Linked DNA regions of Mus musculus: regions 1, 2, 3 and 5 are each linked to region 4. A link is a contact called in public ChIA-PET, Hi-C and HiChIP or PLAC-seq data. All regions are on one chromosome and are shown on one strand. The core of a region is the stretch at or near the end of the contact, and the rest is flanking DNA. Distances in the headings are between cores, read along the strand shown. Region 1 holds the start of Ifngas1 (Ifng antisense RNA 1). Region 2 has its middle 43 kb from the start of Ifngas1. Region 3 holds the start of Cand1 (cullin associated and neddylation disassociated 1). Region 4 overlaps Gm40777 (a long non-coding RNA gene). Region 5 has its middle 20 kb from the start of Ifng.

Evidence for each region. Hi-C and Micro-C count contacts between places; a contact is called where the count stands out from the background. ChIA-PET counts read pairs in DNA pulled down with a chosen protein or histone mark. HiChIP or PLAC-seq counts read pairs in DNA pulled down with a chosen protein or histone mark.
Region 1: an RNA polymerase II ChIA-PET map of effector CD8 T cells shows a contact between it and region 4, with 6 read pairs. The contact joins the promoter of Ifngas1 here to the enhancer-like site in region 4. A contact is called at or near these places in 1 of 39 promoter capture datasets (stem cell-derived epiblast-like cells), 5 of 115 datasets of contacts at active chromatin or transcription factors (craniofacial prominence, effector CD8 T cells, embryonic midbrain and 2 more) and 1 of 9 other capture datasets (embryonic stem cells).
Region 2: a Hi-C map of granulocyte-monocyte progenitors shows a contact between it and region 4, with 2.8 times the contacts expected there. The contact joins two enhancer-like sites. A contact is called at or near these places in 13 of 484 Hi-C or Micro-C datasets (the AML12 cell line, CD8 T cells, bone marrow-derived macrophages and 8 more), 14 of 115 datasets of contacts at active chromatin or transcription factors (T-cell acute lymphoblastic leukemia, bone marrow-derived macrophages, craniofacial prominence and 11 more) and 3 of 9 other capture datasets (bone marrow-derived macrophages, embryonic stem cells and liver).
Region 3: a contact with region 4 is called in an H3K4me3 HiChIP or PLAC-seq map of bone marrow-derived macrophages, with 3 times the contacts expected there. The contact joins the promoter of Cand1 here to the enhancer-like site in region 4. A contact is called at or near these places in 17 of 484 Hi-C or Micro-C datasets (the Ba/F3 cell line, the G1E-ER4 cell line, the HL-1 cell line and 13 more), 4 of 115 datasets of contacts at active chromatin or transcription factors (bone marrow-derived dendritic cells, bone marrow-derived macrophages, embryonic midbrain and 1 more) and 1 of 9 other capture datasets (liver).
Region 5: a contact with region 4 is called in an H3K27ac HiChIP or PLAC-seq map of thymic regulatory T cells, with 2.5 times the contacts expected there. The contact joins two enhancer-like sites. A contact is called at or near these places in 1 of 484 Hi-C or Micro-C datasets (spermatogonial stem cells) and 1 of 115 datasets of contacts at active chromatin or transcription factors (thymic regulatory T cells).

What each region holds. Positions count from the first base shown.
Region 1 is chr10:118,555,256-118,557,955 of GRCm38.p6, reverse strand. It overlaps Ifngas1 (Ifng antisense RNA 1), which reads left to right and starts at 1,431. Exons shown (of 5, transcript NR_104123.1): 1 at 1,431-1,504.
Region 2 is chr10:118,598,578-118,601,277 of GRCm38.p6, reverse strand. No RefSeq gene overlaps it. Among named protein-coding and RNA genes, the nearest start is that of Ifngas1, 43 kb to the right of the region's middle. Within about 2 kb of position 1,442, at least 46 of the 459 cell types and tissues checked have an H3K27ac peak or open chromatin away from gene starts, as enhancers often do. A contact at or near this core is called in CD8 T cells, bone marrow-derived macrophages, granulocyte-monocyte progenitors and 1 more, where this site is marked.
Region 3 is chr10:119,238,673-119,241,372 of GRCm38.p6, reverse strand. Cand1 (cullin associated and neddylation disassociated 1) reads left to right here and starts at 1,318. Exons shown (of 15, transcript NM_027994.1): 1 at 1,318-1,732. The coding sequence starts at 1,665.
Region 4 is chr10:118,881,396-118,884,095 of GRCm38.p6, reverse strand. It overlaps Gm40777 (a long non-coding RNA gene), which reads right to left. Exons shown (of 3, transcript XR_872090.1): 3 at 1,755-2,700. It also overlaps a transcript of Dyrk2 not described here and the pseudogene Gm26976. Among named protein-coding and RNA genes, the nearest start is that of Gm40777, 11 kb to the right of the region's middle. Within about 2 kb of position 1,390, at least 117 of the 459 cell types and tissues checked have an H3K27ac peak or open chromatin away from gene starts, as enhancers often do. A contact at or near this core is called in the Ba/F3 cell line, CD8 T cells, LSK cells and 10 more, where this site is marked.
Region 5 is chr10:118,460,078-118,462,777 of GRCm38.p6, reverse strand. No RefSeq gene overlaps it. Among named protein-coding and RNA genes, the nearest start is that of Ifng, 20 kb to the right of the region's middle. Within about 2 kb of position 1,302, at least 20 of the 459 cell types and tissues checked have an H3K27ac peak or open chromatin away from gene starts, as enhancers often do. A contact at or near this core is called in thymic regulatory T cells, where this site is marked.

The sequences.
Region 1 (2,700 bases), core at 182-2,681, 330 kb after region 4:
GGACCATTTTCTGAGTCTTGTGTTTCCATAGGAAGTGGGGACAAGATTTGCCTGAAATGTCAAGAAAATTACATGTTGAAAGGATGGGTAGGATTGCTTCACTCAGTTTTACATTTCTAAATGAAGAAACAGAAGTCCTTGGAGATAGAAGGCTCAGTGAACTTGTCTATCATCTTCCATACCCATGCGAGGGCTGCATTATTTACCTGTGCCATTCATAAGGTCTCTAACATCGCCCCCTCACCCCACCCTACCCCACTATGAAAACAGTTACCAACATTATGCAAACCAACATGGTAGGTAAATTTGAGACTTTGAGACTCTTTAATCCATTTCTCTATGTCCACATGTGCATTAGTGTGGCAGCAATTAGGTGTCTCCAGTCAAGGGATTTGGTTAATCTAATTAGCTAACAGAGGTATGTCTTGCTTGGTCTACGTGTTGCTAGCACATACTATCTATCACAAGCTGGCCTGGCCAGCTACCTCCAACAACTTACAACTTTCAAACTCAAGGAGGGGACTTGATCTCAGTGGTGTTTCCATTAAGAACACTACTAAATCGTATACATGCATACAAGGATTTTTTAAAAACGGGAAAGGAAGCAAAGTCGTGAAGAGCCAAGATGATTCTGAGTGATGGTGTTTACTGCCAAGATGATAATCTGGGTTTGACTCCCTGGACCTGCATGAAAACCAAACCCGGCACGTTGTCCTCTGACCTCTGACCTCTGAAGGAGCAAGTACATACCCCTTCCCTTACACATCCTAGATAAAAAATAAAATACATTTTTTTTAAAAAGTGAAAACGCAAATCTGAAACACGGTGCCTTATAAGTTAAATTTAAGGCTAACACGGGATACGGGAATACATGTTTGTTTTGTCCCCTGTTAATGCCTAAGTTCTCTCTTACTGTTTGACATAGAATATGTTCACTGAATAATCAATCAATGGAAGCATGTCCCTATGATAGGAACCAGCAATAATAAATATGTTACTTCTAATTCTCAGGTGTTCAAATTTCCCCATTGCAATGATCACTCAGTTTCAGTTCTATACAAACGAATCTCTATGGCAAAAAGGAACCTAGAGAAGCTATGAACGGCCATCACTCTCACCCCTCCATCAAAGTGTCCAAATAACCCTTCCCTTCACAGGTCTTTCCTTGTTCTCTAGGGTACTTCACAGTCTTAGAGGTCACAGTGGAAGCAGCAAGAAGCATCTAGAACCACCTCAGAGGGAGCTCTCTGCTGCCAGGAAGAAAGTCACACTTTGACAGGTGCTTCCTGTTTTTTTCACACACCTTGCCCATCTTCTGTGCAATAATTCATTGTTCACTCTGCAGGCTGTGACCCCCACAGGAAGCTGCCTGCAAACCCAGGTAGCTTTTCTGACTCTTTAAGAGGTCTTGAGCATTCTTGCAGAGACACACCAACCAAAAGTATAGTCATCCGGGAAGAGAAGAGCCTGAGAGAAAAATAACACTTGGACTGGCATCAGGAGGGTGAGGACGCTTTTCCTTGGGAGGGCCTTTTGCGGAGTACATTTTTAAAACAAATAAATGCATGTCCTTAAAATGTAGCGTTACCATGGGTGGCATTAGGAGATGCTGCAAGTGGGTGATGTTTTTCGTGCTTCTGATAGGAGGTGGAAGGGACAGGAGAAGGGAAGGCTAGAATGAAATGGGAGGAAGCTAAAGGGAAGGAATGGTCTAAGTCAGTTCGGGTGAAGGAATTGCTCAAGACCTGTTTGTTTCTGCAAGCCCACACACTCTTCCTGAGATTTCAGAATGAGCTAGAAGAAGTACGTAAAGCCTCTATCCAGCTGGACTCGAGTCCACAGTAAGCTTTGGTGGAATTATTCTAGTGACGTGGTCCCAAGGAGATTTGTGGAAATGGACTTGGTAGGGCCTTTGTATTCAGGTTGCAAAGGCATTTAGTTAGAGATACCCTTAAAGCAACGGTGCCTTCAAGGTCTTGGATAACCAACGGATTTTTTTTAATAACAACAACAACAAAAAAAATAACAGGGAAAGTTGGTAATACTATAGGGTTTCTGGTGATACTATAGGGTTTCTGGTGATACTATAGGATTAGCTCCAGTAAGTGGCCTCTTGTGTGTTTTGGGTAGGTTCCATTTTCCCAATCCATATTGCAAATTAAGGCAAATTACATAATTTTTTTGTTTAGAAAATTGAAATTGAATTCAAATCAATATCCTTAAAGCAGGCTTCTTCGATTGGCTGATGAAGGGGCCAAACGAGAGAAGTTTCGTCTTCCGGGTTCAAACAGGTCTCTGAGACATTCATTAGTCTGACATGGCTCCTGTAAGCCCTAACCAGACCAGCCATAGCAGTGAATCAAAGACGAAGGATAAGAACGATCGGTTTCGTTTTCTTAGAGTCACAAACCTAGAAACCTGGCTCAGCCTTCTCGTTCTCATTGCTGAGGATTAGAAACTTTTTACATCTTAGCATGTGAAAAGCATTCATGATTTTTAATTATTTATTTTGAAGCCACAGACGCTCTACGATAAGTGTCTCATCCTCTTTGACCTCTCTTGCATGGGCTGGTCAGTTGGTCACGTGGCACAACTGCACACACGCTTGTGTGATTATCTGTCGATGCATTGATACTTGGGTTTTGGGAAGACCCAAGATAAAAGATGGTACAAACAAGTAGCAGGTGACTCTTTTCCTCT
Region 2 (2,700 bases), core at 193-2,692, 280 kb after region 4:
GCCAGGAAATCTGGAGAGTCAGAAAGTGGCTACCTTTCCACAGATCAGTTTACCCATTCCCAACCAGGAAGTGACAGCTCAAGTTACACCCCTTTCAACAGATCATCCAATGGAGCCAGAGAAATGGCTAACCTGTTCAGGCGCTTGCTGCCCCCTGGGATTCTCAGCTCACAGCAGCCAGGTGACTCACAACCATCTGTAACCCCAGCTGCAGGAGATCCAGCCGCTCCAGCCTCTAAAGGCACCTGCACTCACATACGCAAATACAGATCCACATACGCACATGCACACATTGAAATAATTTTTTAAAAAATCAATATTTTAAAAATCACCTATTGTTTAACAATCAGTACTATTACATTGAGTAGGATGGGTAATTGTCACAACTGTAGATAAAAAAAATGCTGCTCTTGAGGGTTCAAAGGCTCAGAACTTACACAAGCATGGGAGGGAATTCAAATCTGCAGGCTCAAACCCAGTGGCTCCCAGTCTTCCTAATGCTGCGACCCTTTAATACAGTTCCTCATGTTGTGGTGACCCCCAGCCGTAAAATCACTTTTGTTGCTATTTCATAACTGTAATCTTTGCTACTGTTATGTAGCATAGTGTAAGCATCCGTGTGTCCCCATAGTCTTATGTGATCCCTGTGAATACGTCCTTCGACCTTCAAAGGGGTTGAGCCTCACAAGCTAAGAACCACTGCTCTAAATAAAGCCCTCTGACGATTCCTCAAAAATGTTAAAGACTGGAGTTCTTTGACACTCAGCAATTCCACAACTGCATACACATCCAAGAAGCCTGAAAACATGTCTACAGAAAACGTGTTCACTAATGTTGCACCATTATATCCTCCAAACTGAAACACTCCTTCCTTTAGAGGAAAGAAAAGCTGGCCAGACTCAAGTAGGTCAAAAAGGATGGGATGAGGAGGGCAGGGTGGAGTTTTGAACACATACACAGGAAGGAAACCCCAAAGATGCAGCTTTTCAGGGTCAGAACGTCTCGTGGTGCAGTGAGCTCCCAGTGGAACCTTTGCCTGTGTCTTCCATGTTCCTGTCGGTGTCCCCAATAAGCTTGTCATTTTTCTAAGTGAGATTCGGACGGGACAATTTCTTTAGCTGTCATCATGGGTGAATAGACATTTGTTGACATCCCCCCCCTCCAGGAAATAGAAAATATTCACAGAAGCATTATTTTAATAGTCTCCGAGTAGATCCAACCCAAATGTCCATCAACTGAAACGTGAACAAACAAAATACAGTCTATCGATACAACTGGGGGTTGGGGGGGGGGGTGGGCAGGGGATTTACTCGGTCATAAGTCAGAATGAGTCTTGAAAATGCTATGCTAAGTTAAAGGATCCAGACACAAGGTCAGGTAATGTAGGAGCCTTTTGTATCGGCTCTCTGTAACAGGCAAAAGACAAAAATAAATGAAACAGAAAGTAGATTTGCGGTTGCCAGAGGCTGAGAAAGGAAGGAAATGGTCACTGGCCCCACATGTATGTGGGGTTTCTTTCTGAGATTATAACAATATTCTTGGATAGTGGTTTTGGCACACAAGTTTGCGAAAATATTAAAAATAACTAATATGCAGATTCAAAATGTAAATTTATGGGGCATAGGTCATGTTTCAGTAAAAAAAAAACAAAAAACTGGGAAAAAAATCAGTACCCACTTCAACAAATTATATCAGGTCAGCTTGAGCTTCAGTTTTACAACGCTTCCTTTAGCTCCCTGGGCATTGGGCTATGCTCTTCTCATCTGGAGAGAGATTAGAATAACACTCGCCACCCACATCTGTGACAAGGCCTGAGTGTATTTTTGAAATGTCTGTTTTCAAGCAAGAGGTGATATAGAGATACAAGGTATGATGATGACGATAACAATGACAATGATGATGTTGATGATAAAGGTAACACTGTGTACCACAAGGCTTTACTCAAGTACAGATGTGGCAGTTGAATCTCAGGCACGTGCCCAGGTATTCATTGCTCACTCTCCCGGAGTGGCTCATTTACTCCATCATTCTCTGTGTTCATCATCCTCAGAAGCAAAGCCTGAAAAAGACTCAAACACATGCACTCAGGCACATAGACACACATAGGAACATGCATGCACAAATACATGCACAAATACTTGCACACACACACAAGCACAACTTATAGTAATTTACTACATTATATAGTTGTCTAGGGAAAATAGGTGCATTTGTGTGCACACTTGGACATGCGTGCATGTGTGTCTACATATGTGAATATATGTATGTATGTATGTATGTATATGTATGTATGTATGTATAGTGGGGTAGTGAGTGTTCCTGTTTTACTGGAGAAAAACCTTCAACTTTCTACCTACTTTTCCATGTGTAAACTCAGTATAACCTCCCTGAGATCTCACTATAAAAATTAATAACCCAAGTTAGGACACAATTCGCTCCTACACAAGGACGTTCCTAAAGAGCAGATGGAAGCCAGCATCTCCCCGGGGGCCTATCACTGAGGTAATGAGCAGAGTGAGAGCAGTGGAGTGAGCATCCCACCTCACAGGCAGTACCTGCCCCTGTGGGGGCCACGCTTCAGGAAACAGGGGGGATAAAGACAGCTCACACAGCCCCCACACCAAGTCATACAGTGTGTGTGTGTGTGTGTGTGTGTAGGGGTGGTATGTGTGTGTGCACAGGGTGGGTGTCTATATGTAT
Region 3 (2,700 bases), core at 69-2,568, 360 kb before region 4:
TTCCAAAACAGCCAGGGTTACCCAGAGAAACTCTATCTCAGAAAAGCAAACCAAACCTAAATCTCTGATCCTTCCAACTCTTCTTTGGGCTATTTGTGAAATACTGAACGGTTAGGGAAACTTGGAGAGTAAACAAACAGTTGTACATGTCACCTCTGATCTCTGGTGGTTGTGTTGGTGTATCCGAGCACATAGGAAAACTTAGATTTCATAACTAAGTGCACAGAAGCCGACTATTGAAAGATGTAGGCTCAGAGCACAATCTGCAATGATACTTCCCCACCACCTCCCCTATTTGCGACAGGTTTGCACTAGATACCCCTAACTGGCCTAGGATTCGATTTAGAGACCAAGCTAGCTTTTATACTTGAGACCCACAAGGCTCTCCTACACTTGCCTCTACTGATCAGGGATTAGAGGCGTGCACCATCCATGTTTGGCATTGGGAGAGAATCCTTACTAGGACCTAAATGGAACAGAAAAAAAGTGGCTCCGGGATGAATAAAAGGATTACGTCCAAACTGTGGCCCTGAGGCCTTTTAGCGGAGCAAAGATTAGTACTAAGGTTCGACTAGGCCCCTACCAAAACACTGAATTTTGCAAGGCGCTTGCCCAAAACAACATGAGGACGGGGGTGGGGGTGGGAGTGGGCGATGTTTTCAGGGAAACAGACACTTTAGAAACAGCACACGCCGATGGAAAGATTTTATTTAGCATAACCCGCGTTGCCTGCCTGCAAATCCCAGCATTCTCTCCGACCACGGGAACCAATAAAGAAACTCCAGGTTCAAAGAGCCAATCACGTCCTTCGTGTGTCCCCAATTGAATTGTGGGAGTCGTAGTTCTCACGTGGCAACCATACAGCATGGTTGTTAGGGGACAGTTTCGGCCACGCGTACCGTTCGGAAAGAGAGCTCATTTTTCCATTGCACCCCTTGGCCTCCAGGCCAGCTCTTAGCATCATCACCCACAAGCCCCACGCGCTTTCAAACGCATAGACCTTCCTTCTTAATGTCGCAGGGAGGAGCAAGGAGCGTTTGCAGAACTCCGGCCTTGGACGCTCACTGCCCGTCCTTTAACCGTCGCTTTAAGGTCTCGCGAGAAGAGCCCCTCGAGGCGTTGCCATTCCGCCCGAAAGGCGGCCCGTGCGAAGACAGACAGCCGGCCGGGCCAACGGGAGCGTCCCTGTAAACCGCGACTGCGCAGAGTGCGCCGGGCAGCCCCGGTGACCTCCGACCCCGCCTCCCCGCAGCGCCCTGCGTCGGCCGCCCCCGCCCTCCTAGCGAAGGAGGCGGGCTTTGGCCTCTTGCCCTAGGGAGCGAGTGCGGAGGGAGTGGGAGCGAGGCGGCCCGAACGCAAGTGTCTGGCTTCCCGGCGAGGCCCAAGCCGTCCGTCCCGCCGCCCATGAGCTCGGCGCCCCGCGAGCAGCGCCGTCGTTAGGCCGTCCCCGTCACTCACTCTCGGCCTCCCCTACCTCCCCCCCGGGGCAGCCATTCCCCTCCCCATCCCCGTCTGGCCGGGGACTGGACGTCGCGTCGGAGCGCCTTCCCCAGTCCGCGTCGCGGTGCGACCCTGGAAGCGGGCGCCGCCGCCAAGGAGAGGAGGAGCCCCGGCCGCGGGGCCCAGCAGCCACTGAGCCAGCAGGCGGGATCGAGGCCGGCAACATGGCGAGCGCTTCGTACCACATCTCCAACTTGCTGGAGAAAATGACATCCAGCGACAAGGACTTCAGGTGAGGCTGAAATCCGACCCTCGCCCCACCTCGGGGTGGGGGAGAGGTGGAGGGCGGCCGCCGCCCGGGCCTCGCGACAGGCCCTGCCCCACCCCTCGGTCCGGCGGGTCTCCAGCCACCCCCTCCCCCATCTCCCCGCTAGGCCGTTGTCCGCTCTGGCCGCCCGGGGCTGGTCCGCGTCCCGGCGTCCCTGGCGCATCCTTTGTCCACCCCCAGGGACGCGTCCCAGGTAGCGCCCGGGCCCGAAGGCACGGGCTGCGCGGGAGGGAAGGAGTTTTTCCCGGGCGGGCGGGTGGCCGGGCCTAGTCCCCGGCCCTCCCGAGGCGCCAGGCCATCCCGGCGCTGGGGGACAAGCTGCCGCTCTCCAGCCACTCAGCCGCCGCCTGGCTTTTTCCCGCGGATGGGAAATGGGTGCCACGATCAACTTTCTCCGAGGCCTTCGCTGATTGGATTGTATACTTTCTCTTTGGATCCTTCTCTTTGGCGAAGGTGGCCAGAAGGGGGAGGGGAGCCCGGCTTGGTGGGGGGGAAACTTGGCCTGCAGGGTTTTCCCGCCAGCATCCCTGTCACTTTTCTCCGGCCGAGTGAAAGCCACGCAGGATCTTGGGGTTTCGGTCTCACATCCCTATACAGAGTCATGGCCAGAGGGCTGGATTGCCAAGCAAACCAATCTTGAAAAGAGAGGCTGGTGAGCCATGAAGCTTAATCATAGAGTTGTGTTCTGCAAGACCTGGACCATTGGTTCTTAGTCCCGTGCATATCGAAGGTGTTATATTTTCACACAGTCGCCTCGTCTGTTTTTTTCATGCTACACTGATTGTTAACACACACACCACGCCTAATCCTTCACAAATAAGCCCTCTGTCAAAAGAAAAAAGGCTATTTTTTTGATACCTAAGTTTTCCTCTGTAATGCCTTGGGCCATAGTACAGTTTTGTGTGCATTTAGACTAAAGAACAAGTAATCTT
Region 4 (2,700 bases), core at 141-2,640:
AGAACTTTGCCTTTGACTCTGGCTACTGAAGAGGCATTAGATTTTGAGAAGTGGTGCAACAGGTTTGTCCAAAAGGGACATCTGAAGGGAACACCTGAAAGGTCATCTGGAAGGGATCCTCATGGTAGCCATGTTGGGAATAAAAGGAGCAATGGAGACTACGTAAGAAGATATTTCTCATGATGCGGTTGAGCTGTAGCGTTGCCTTTAATTATGGCGATATTAGCCATAAAGAGAAGTGAGTGGTTGGTAGAATTCTTTTAGTGTGAGGTTATTAGGTTTTGTAGATGATGGGATGGACGGATAAGAGCAAGAGGAGAATAAACAACCACATTCTACTCAATTTCCCGTGGCTGCGATAAAACAGTCTGGCCGGAAGTAACCTGGGGAGGAAAGGGTTTTATTTGGCTTACACTTCCAGGTCATGGGTCATCTCTGAAGGAAGTGACAACAGGATCCCGAGCAGTAACTGAGGCAGAAACAGTTGTCTCCGGCTCACGCTTCGCTAACTTCCCTATATAGCCTAGATGCATGGCAGCCTGGATTTTCCCTCATGAACCACAACCAAGACAACCTGTCACAGACACGGTCCCAGGCCACTGAAATCTGGGAATTCCTCGGTTGAGCTTCCCTTTTTCAAGATGATTCTAGGTTGTGATAAAAGTTGACAAATAAAACTAGCTGAACTGCTTCAAGGCACACGGCCTGGCTGACCGGAACACCGGAAGTTCCCTACGCCGAGACAGGAAGCACATTAGGGGAAATACTTTGGAAGGGTAGAAGTCTGGCATTTAATGCTGGCCACGATATGTTCAGATACAAACTAGTATGCAGCACTACTGAATAAGCAGGCTATTTCAAGAGTCATCGGTGTCCTAAATGTATTCTTCCCCTGGGCCCTTCCACAGTAGGGAGACATGGGGATTTCTGCCCTATTCAAAACGTGCTCGTGAATGTCTACAGAAACTTCAAGACCTTAACAACTTCCAGACAAAGCAAGATGGTAACTGTAAGGAAACAATGTATGCTTTTACAGTATATGATGAATCCCCATAGAGCTGTCTGCAGTGGCTACGCCAGGTCACCTCAGGTAGATCTCAAACAAGCCATGATTTCAGAGTCTCCACAACTAACTGCGAGGCAAAACGATACTTCTTGTTCCAGATTTTTATTTATAAACAAGACCAGTCTGAGCAGTCTCGGTGTAAATAAATACCCAAATAAACAAAGAAAGGAAAGAGCGGGGAGCGGGGAGATGCGTTCCTATCTGTGGAAAGGCAGTGGTGAGGAAATTCCATTAATTAAAAAACTCATGTAGAGGTTACCGGCATGCTGTAGAAGTAGGTACCACCAAAAGCAAAGGCGCACGTACAATAACAGGAAGTGGTAGGGGCTGTGGTATTCTGCAGGGCCCAGGGTGGAGGTGGGGATAGGAAGGCTTGTATGCCACTATTGTGAAAGATGGAAGGAAGGCTAATGCAGTCTGATTTTGTGTTGTTTCTAGAACAACCAGAAACATGTGTATTTACATGAAGTCTAATTTTAAAAGGCTGGACTCGCGTTCACATTTTCAAAAAGTCCCATGTAAAAGCCAAACAAAACATATCTGCAGAATGCTATTGATTGATGGCTTTTAACTTTCACTTTCTAAATTTGCCAGCTACACGCAAACTGTTTTAATTATTGACTGAGTGGATCTTTTAAATCCCCTCATGGCTTTGACGACCTTTTTTCCTGCATAGGAGAGACCGTGCATTTTACTTATGACCTGAAGTTTCTATTTACGTATGAAGTGCTAATATTCACATATACAGGAGTAAAAGCATACTAATAATACAATATACATAATTCCCCACCTTTTCAAGATTTCTTAAAATGAAAGTTGTCAGCTTTCTTATTGTTTCTGTGTAAAAACTTCTCAGATTATAGCTCTGCGTTAACAACACGGAACAAAGGAAAGTCGGCTTTGCCGACTCCAAAATAGGTTGACATTTTGAAAGACCGTCATGAAATGTTTCTTCAAACGATGTTTCAGAAATCGCAAGAGGTGGAAGAAAAAGGACAGGCTCTGACTGGATTCAACCCATGGTGGAAAGGATTTTTATTATGATCCTGGGTGTTTTTCATATTTCCCCCAGTAAGTCATTTTTTCATCCCCCCTTTTTTTCTGGAAATCTTCACTGAAAGAAAGGAACCCAAGATGATGGAGTAGACTTTGTGGGGCACATTACCTTTTTCCTTCCCAATAGGTGGCTGGAACCTAGTTCATGACCCTAGAGGAACTAGCGCTCATTGTCAACTCAATACAATCTAGGTGTAATCTAAGAAGTCCTAATGTGGATTGTCTAGACTAGGTTAGTTATGCACGTGTCTGTGAGGGATTATTCTGCATAGATTGATCCCAGTGGGACAGTCCTCTAGACAGGAAATGGTGGACTCTGTGAGCATGGAGAGAGCAAGCTGAGCACTCTGGTGCATTCGTAAACTCCTTGCTCTGTGGTCTTGACTATGGATGTAATATATGCCTCAGGTGTCCTGACTTCCCCACAAGAATAAACTATAAATGAACTGTGAACCAACTAAATTCCTTAGCCCCTAAGTTGCTTTTATCAAGATGTTTTATCACAGGAAAACACACACACACACACACACACAAAATTGGGAAGAATTCCATCTTCCGGAGAACTCTTGGGGGTCGTT
Region 5 (2,700 bases), core at 53-2,552, 420 kb after region 4:
GGCAAAACATCCTTCCATCTGTGTCTGCTTCAGCAAAACATTCTTTCAGATGTCTGCCTTAGTAAAACATCCCTTCATCTGTGTGCCCCAGCAAAACATCGTTTGACATAACTGACTTTCCAAAGAAAACAGTAGTTTACACTTCAGCGTTGCCTTTGCAGATTGCCTGGCTCATCTCTAATGCTCTATAAACATTGGATAACCCCAAACACCCTGAAGTTTCTCCTTTAAAACTTGGTTATTTCAAAATCAAGTCTTCTGAACTTAAAGACTGTTCTTTGAAGGCATCAACATTCTTAGGATAAGTTACTCCAAGTTCTGCATCCAGTCTGTTTCCCCATGTAATATCAGTTCATCAGTTACCTTCCAACTGACAAGGAGAAGCAAAGAGAATACACTCAGCTCCAGGTTCTTAGTCACAAAAGAACAGGCCTAAATGAACCATCATGTAAACAGAGAAAGAGCTGAGTTCCAGGACAGGTAGAGGAGGGAAAAAAAGGAGATCCACCAAAATTAGTTAACTGATTTTTAAATGGAATTTAATAATAAAATTAATTGATTAATTAGTTAATTTTAAAAGGTTATGGGATAGAACATAGGACTTGTACTTTGAAATTTTAACCTAGTCTCTTTTTTCCTTCCAGCACCGACTTTCCTTTGAGATTCTCTCTGATCAGACCTGAGAGCTGAGCTCTCGACGTAGCCATCGCTTCTCTTGGGAACCACACATTTCCCTGTTACAGAGTGGCTGTTACAACAACTAACCAAGGACTTCCTCTCCTCACTTCAGAAGCTGCAGGAACACAAAATAACCATGGATAATGGGAGAACAGAAGGCAGCCCTGACTGAGACATGCTCTTCCATGAGTGAAAGGAGAAATGGAGGGGTGTGTGGAAGCTGCAGCCCAGCAGAACAAAGGACTGCAGGCCCTGCCCTTGCCCCGGTTTTTGCACACCAATTCTGTTATATCCCCTGCCTTTGCCATGCAAAGGAGACCTATTTCTTTTTTTATTTTTTTAAATATGTTTCTCTTACAATGTACTTTGATCATGTTTTTTCTTCTCACAACTCCTCCCAGATCCTCTCTACCACCCTATCCACTCAACTCTCTCTCTCTCTCTCTCTCTCTCTCTCTCCCCTCATTCAAGAAACAAAAAACGTCATAGAAACAAAAAAGACTAATAAGGGGGTAAAAAAGAAAACAAAACAGAAACTACACAAAAATACCACCGAGTTCATTCATGTTGACAGACTGCTCCTGGGCATGGGGCTTACCCTGGGGTGTGGTTGACCTAAGCCCTGCCCCACCCTCACTCCAAGCCCTCCCCCACTCCACCCACACCTCACCCTGTGACACTCCATTGAAGAATACAGGATTGCTGCATATGAAGAGTTCCTGAACTGTTGCTTTTTGGCTTCTTTGTAGAAAAGCAGGTGTCTGTAGGTATATGACCCAAACATCTGGGTCCTCTGTTCAATTTCATCGATCCGTGTGAGAGGCACTTATTCTTTTTTGAGATTCACTGCCCGGACATAAGTGCCCAGCAGGTGTCCGATTCCTCCCCACTCCTGACTGGCTTCCTTTTCTTTCAGCAGATGTGTATTGAAGAAGGGTGTGGCTTCTGGGCTTAAGTATCTGGATTTGATTCTTGTGTCTGCTGCTTACTAGCTGAGTGGTCCTGGGCTTCACTCTCCTCACTTGTAAAAGGAAAGTAGCAACACCAATCCCTTCGTGGAGCTACCTTGAAAGATTCATTACCATGCCTAGGCTTTCCACAGTAAGCATGCACACACACACACACACACACACACACATACACGAGAGAGAGAGAGAGAGAGAGAGAGAGAGAGAGAGAGAGAGAGAGAGAGAGAAAGAGAGAGAGAAACCTAAAATAGGTTCTGATGCTGACTCCTGGTTGGGTTCTGAATCCCTTGCTGACCTGCATCCGCCAACCCTCTGATCATTCTAGAAACATCTCTTTTCACTTCTGATGCGACAGCTCTCTAATCGTCTCTTCAGCCTCCCTGTTTCTCGCCAACTTTCCCCCAAGAAGAAGCAGAAATCAAATATCTAGCTTTGATCAAAACAGCTAGGAAATTTTTTTCTTTTCTAGACAGACCTGCAATCAAGATACTGCCTAAACCAAATATCTTCATGGTTTGACATTTGAGATGCAGCAGTTTGGGAAGTTGGGTGTGAATCAGGCCTTGACAATGCCATTCTGGTCTCATCTCTGAGATAAGGAAAAAAAGAGATGAAAATAAATGTTTCCACACTTTAGCATAGAAAATCCAGTCTGTGGTTTGGCTGGCACTGCCTACCAGAGCACTGAACTTCTAGGCGCTCACTCCCATGGTGTTACAATTTTCTTTATTTGCCGATCTGATGTTCAAAATAAAAACTGGTTTCCTTAGCAGCATTTGATTTTGATTTTTAACTGAAACTTGTGTGGTTAAGAACATTCCTATACTAGTCGGCATGTGACCTTTAAGCTACTTGTCAGGGAGAAAAACAAATCTCTTAAAGACAGAACTTTTTCTCTCTCAGCTCACTCTCTCCTCTTCAGAAACAACAACTCAAAGCCATACTTCTCACAGCTATGCCCTGGAATCAGCCAATTGTTTCTTCACTTCTCAGTTCCAAGAGAACTCTGGTTTCTGTACCATCACTGTGTGGCCGTCCCCAGCCAAAAAGTTTC